Linked DNA regions of Mus musculus: region 2 is linked to region 1. The links are chromatin contacts, called in public HiChIP or PLAC-seq maps. All regions are on one chromosome and are shown on one strand. Each heading gives the region's core, a stretch centred on a gene start, on an enhancer-like site or on the middle of the called end of the contact. The rest is flanking DNA. Distances are from core to core; before and after follow the strand shown. Region 1 overlaps Gm38534 (a long non-coding RNA gene). Region 2 overlaps Msi2 (musashi RNA-binding protein 2).

Region 1 (2,700 bases), core at 92-2,591:
TCATTTCCTGCTGCGGTCTCATGCATCCTCTGGGGTGGGGGTGGGAGGAAGCCTCAAAGTGCCAAAGGAAATTCACGGGCTGTGAAGTCGCCTGAGGCCTCACAGGGAGGCAGGAGGCCTGTGGGATGCTGTCAGGGTGTGTGTGGAGGGCAGGGAAAGGGAGCTGTCCGGGGTCTGACTGGCTCTGTTTAGGCAGCCACTTGAGGGGTGATTTATAATATTGGCTCTTCTGTCTTCCTTTGACATACCCCGTACTCACTCCCTAGGGAACGGGGACTGTTTTGGGCATTTCCCAGAGGGAAAACTTGAACCCCTAGAACCAAAGGCCCCAAGTCACAAGGGACGTTTGAGGTTAGTACCAAGAACTGGTAAAGATTTCTGAATTCCAGAATTCTCCTGATCGGATGCTCACTAGCAGAGCCTGGTGGTTAACAGACATGCCCGAGTCCCAGACTGTTCAGGGACGGTCTTCTGTCCACAGAGCTCAGTTTCATACGCCCTATTTTATCATGTCAAGCTGAGGCAGAGTAGAAACCAAAGGAAGGAAGGGAGGAAAGGAGGAAGGGAGGGAGGGAGGGAGGGAGGGAGGAAAGAAGGAAGGAAGGAAGGAAGTAAGGAAGGAAGGAAGGAAGGAAGAAAAAAGGCCAAGGGCAGGTCATTAGATGTCATTCATGATAGAGCCTGGCACAGTGATGCCCAGTCTCCCCGAAGCCTTTGCTTGCAGACCTTTTAAGAGCCTGTTACCCCCACTCCCACAGACCCACCTGTCCACTGTTTTGAGCAGTGTCTCCCAACATCTGCACTGCGAGGCTCCTGAGAGACAGACAGGGGAGCCAAGTTGTCACGGGGATGTTTCGTTTTCCCTGAAACTGAGAAGCCCTCAGGGAGGGTAAAGCCTTGGGTTGGTTTGTTCTCTATAGATTAGAAGCAGGTGGAAAGAAATTAGCCATCTTATCCTCACTTCTGGAATGTTCTTATTAGCCCAGTCAACAAGGGACTCATTAAAAACAAAAGCCCCAAACAAACAAGAAACCCAAACTCCAACTAAAACAGAGAGAAACAAAAAAGAAAGCTAAAACTGCTAAGGAAAGGAAGGAAAAAAAATAAAGTCAGGTCTTTAAATAAACCAGCTCCTCCCCCTGGGTCAGACCAGCTCCTCCCCCTGGGTCAGACCAGCTCCTCCCTCTGGGTCAGACCAGCTCCTCCCCCTGGGTCAGACCAGCTCCTCCCCCTGGGTCAGACCAGCTCCTCCCCCTGGGTCAGACCAGCTCCTCCCCCTGGGTCAGACCAGCTCCTCCCCCTGGGTCAGACCAGCTCCTCCCCCTGGGTCAGTCACAGCAATTCCCAGGCTCACTATTTAGGAGCACTGGAAAGTTACAGCTTCCTCAACACAGGCAGACTGGACCGTCTCTTGCGATTCTTAAAAAAAAAAAAAAAAAAAAAAGCTCTCGATGCAGTCCCTGATAAAATTAACTAGGGGTGTGTCAGGTTGCTCCCTCTTGCATCAGTATTGTCCCTAAGGAACCTTCCTTGTGACCACGAAGTCCGTCCTGCCCCACCAGCATGGTGACCCGGACCTTTGCTCTTTGAGGGACGCCGGACGCCTCCCTCAAGTCTGAGGGGTTAGAACTTTAGAGTTTCTATGGAGCAGGGACAAGTTCAGGGCTCAGGGACGGGCTGTGCATGAGGCTCTCTGATCCACCCCCTAACCCGCATGGGCCCGAGCTCGTCAGAAAGTGAGACGCCAGCTTGCATGAATCACGAATGAGCTCACGGGCTCAGACTCTGAAAAGTAAGCTGGCTAAGTGGGTGAAGGACCATAAAAACACCTCGCATCATTCTTGACCCGGGAATCCCACTCGCATAAGCAAATTGCTTGGAACACAGAAGGAAGCCTTGTCCTCTGGCTTTATTTATATAGCGAGAGCAGAGGCTGTGAAGAACAAAGGCGCTTGGAGCACCAGGCTGTCAGTACAGGCTAATGCTAGACTTTCTTTTGTTTGTTAGCAGGGCTGTTGAGCCTACGTAATTTCCTAATTTCGTTAAGTAAGCATGGGTCGAGCACTTCCATAGCTAGAATCAGGTTTCATGTGGCTGTGAATACATCTGAGACAGAGACATAGAAGTCCCTCCAAAGTTACTGTCCAACTGCTCCTGTAAACAAGAACCTTGCCTTCAAGACTGGGGAGGTAGCTCAGAAGTAGAGCACTTGCCTACCACGTGTGCAGAACAACCTAGATTCCGAACACCAAGCACCACAAAAACAAATTACTTCCAACTTTGTGGCTTGAACAGCAGACATGTATTATCTTAATGGCTTTGTAGGTTAGAGGTGAGGAAGGGTTCTTTCTCACTGGGCTAAAATCAGGGTGTTGACAGGCCCACTATATGTTCTAAGGGACAATCAATTTCTTTGTCCTTTTAAGCTTCTAGCATCCCTTGACTTGTGGCCTCACTTTCTTTCCACTTCCAAATCCTGTAAGGGCAAGCCAGACTCTTCTCATATACACCACTTGGGTCTTCTTCCATAGTCACACTTCCCTCTGACTCTCCTGCCCACCTTTTCAGGACCCACGTGCTGGTAACTCTGGGCTCAGCAAATCCAATCTGCCCATTTTATTAAGGTCGGTGGATAGGCAGCCATCATTCCCTCTGCAAACCCAATTCCCCTTTGTCTCGTGATTTTGAGGACTCTCGGGG
Region 2 (2,700 bases), core at 10-2,509, 340 kb after region 1:
GGCAGCCACTACACAGGGTTCTTCTCCTCCCTGAATAATGAGCTCAGAGAACACCCTGGAAAGATCAGGGTTCACAATGCCCCTGAAGGGTTTCCAAGAACTAGCCCTCCACGACTGGCTGGAACATCACAGCGATTACCCTTGCAGGAGATGTATATAATAAAAATTGAATGCTGTAGCATGAACTTCATACATACTTGTCTTCTTGGTTTGTTCGTCAGAAATAATTATCTGTGCTTGCTTTCACGAGAGCACATATTTTATAGGGTACATTAAAATTTAATGGATTTTTAATAATATTGTAACTACTGCAAGAGAAAAAGTGGAAAAGACCACACCGCATATCTTTGTTGCGTTTTTTGATGGTTTGGCTTCAGGACCAACCGCCAACGAAGAGCTAATTTGGTGGGGAAGGGAAGGCAGCGGAGGGTAAAAGAGACCCTGTTGGGGTAGATGTCAAGACTCTGGGGTTGACTTCTAGCCTGGGGAAACTGGGTTGACTGACAGGAAATCAAGGAGGGCAGGGGACTCCTATATGACAGATCCTGCCTTGATCTTGGGCAAGTAGGGAATCCTGACCAGACATAAAGGGAGCTAGTGCCAGAGAGCCATAAGGAAGATATCTCAACCATGGGAAATCACTTGTGGGGGCCTCAGCCAAGAGGATATGACTCTAGAGCTAGAAAAGATCTGCAATACTCAGAACAGACAACAAGCTGACGCCCGTTCTACATTGCACAGAATTTCACAATGAAAAGGTTTGGGCCAGGTTAAAAACAAAGTCGATGAAAAGGGTCTGCCCTTCAAAAACCTGCTGGGTTTCAAATTTCGTGTGTTTAGCCACTTCTGAAAACCATTCATTCTTTTGATTCACCCCAGGTTTTTATTTTGCAACAGATCACAGGTTGAAACAAGCATGGTGGTGGTATGCCTGTGGACCTAGCACTTAGAAGGTCTAGGAAAGGAAGATTAAGAGTTCAAGGCCAAAACTAGACAATAATCTGATCTACATGAGATTCTATTTCTAATAATAATAATAATAAATACAATTTAAAAACCCACCACTGTATTAGCTTCATTCTCACAATGGGCTGCAAACTCACATATGTGAGCTGCTTACAGCACAGTATCCTCTGGTCCAGAGACCACAATGAGGTGGATCTCCTGGTGTCTTGTGGGAGCCGCCTATACAAGTGACCAGAACTATTGGCCAGGGTCTCCAGATGTGTCACCAGAATGGAGAACAATAATCAGTTTCTGGCCAAGAAAAGGAGCACGTGGTACCCTACAACCAATTAGATGTCCATGGCTGGCTGACTCATCCACTCTGTCAATGCACTGCCAAAAATAACACCTTGCCAGAATGACATTTCCTAATCTTTGAAAAGTAATATCCAAATTAAAATGGGGAGGAGGGCTTAAATGGTAAACGATGACTGTGATTTATCTCCTACTGCCACATCTTGCTTGGGCACATTTTTCCATGACATCAGTCTGGGCCACAAGCAGGATTAACAATGACAATGTCGACTGGAGAATGAGATGGATTCGGAGCTCATTAGCCCAGAGCTGAGATCATCTTCTGCCTTTTGGCAGGGCTGATACACTGAGCATGTACATACCTGCTCAGAGCCTTGCTCACTTCCCTCAGCTGTGATGACGGGCCCAAGAACACCTACCTTGAAGGGGTGCTGCAAGAATTACATATTTATAGATCAATACAAGCAATCAGCTAAGTACCTAAGCACATAGAAGACATGCAATTAAACACGGCTGTTACAGGCCTAGAGGTGTAGCTCAGTGGTGAAGCACCTGCCTGGCATATTCAAGACCCTGGGTTCAGTACCCAGCACCACAGAAGAAAAACATGGGTGGGGCAGAGGGAGACAGTTGATGTTTTAAAAATCTGGTATGGGCTACGTTGACAGCTAAGTCAGCCAGGGGCTTGCTTGCCTCACAAACAGAGAAGGACCCCCAGTCTGGATTCCCAGCACCCATACAAAAAAGCTGGTGTAGTAGTACATGCCTACAATCCCAGCTCCCAAGAGATACAGGAAGATCTAAGGAGACCTGTCCCTCCAACGAATCAGCAAGCTCCAGGATAAGTAAGAGAAGTGTTGAAGACAGAGCAAGGCACATGACTTTAATCTCTGGTCTCCACATGCACACATGCATACATATGCCTATGCACATACAACCAATGTATAAAGATGCAAATGCTAGACACCCAAAGTAAAGTGAAAACTGAGGTATATATTCAATATCAACCTCTGGCCTTCACACATGCACACAAGCACCTGATCAGGTACATAAAAACACAAAAGAAACTGCCTGGCATACATTACAATTTTGAACTGTATGCACTAGCAAAATACTAATGTTAAATAGTATTACTATTTAATATCCAACTGTTGACTAGTAAGTTAGTGTGCATACTTAAGGCCCAGGAGACTGAACACTGCCTATGGTCCGTCCTCTACGTGCCATTTCACCAAACTGATGGTGTTGGTTAATTCATCTCAGTGCCTATTTTATGTGTTTTGAGGAAGGGGGAAGCAACAAGAGAGAATGGAAAAGAGGAAAAAGGGAGACAGGAAGACCAATACCAGTCTAGAAAGTCCTGTGGATCTGAGCCTGTCTCTTATTGATTCTCCAGTCTCCTCGCAGCCCTGGACACGCAACCAAGCCTCCCCCATGATC

What was found. HiChIP or PLAC-seq counts read pairs in DNA pulled down with a chosen protein or histone mark.
Region 2: an HNF4G HiChIP or PLAC-seq map of pancreatic cancer cells shows a contact between it and region 1. The contact joins two enhancer-like sites. A contact is called at or near these places in 1 of 484 Hi-C or Micro-C datasets (nephron progenitors) and 8 of 115 datasets of contacts at active chromatin or transcription factors (T-cell acute lymphoblastic leukemia, bone marrow-derived macrophages, differentiating embryonic stem cells and 5 more).

The regions. Positions count from the first base shown.
Region 1 is chr11:88,234,155-88,236,854 of GRCm38.p6, forward strand. All of the region lies in intron 1 of Gm38534 (a long non-coding RNA gene), which reads left to right. Among named protein-coding and RNA genes, the nearest start is that of Gm38534, 4.5 kb to the left of the region's middle. Within about 2 kb of position 1,342, at least 249 of the 459 cell types and tissues checked have an H3K27ac peak or open chromatin away from gene starts, as enhancers often do. A contact at or near this core is called in pancreatic cancer cells, where this site is marked.
Region 2 is chr11:88,569,537-88,572,236 of GRCm38.p6, forward strand. All of the region lies in intron 6 of Msi2 (musashi RNA-binding protein 2), which reads right to left. Among named protein-coding and RNA genes, the nearest start is that of 0610039H22Rik, 48 kb to the right of the region's middle. Within about 2 kb of position 1,260, at least 26 of the 459 cell types and tissues checked have an H3K27ac peak or open chromatin away from gene starts, as enhancers often do. A contact at or near this core is called in pancreatic cancer cells, where this site is marked.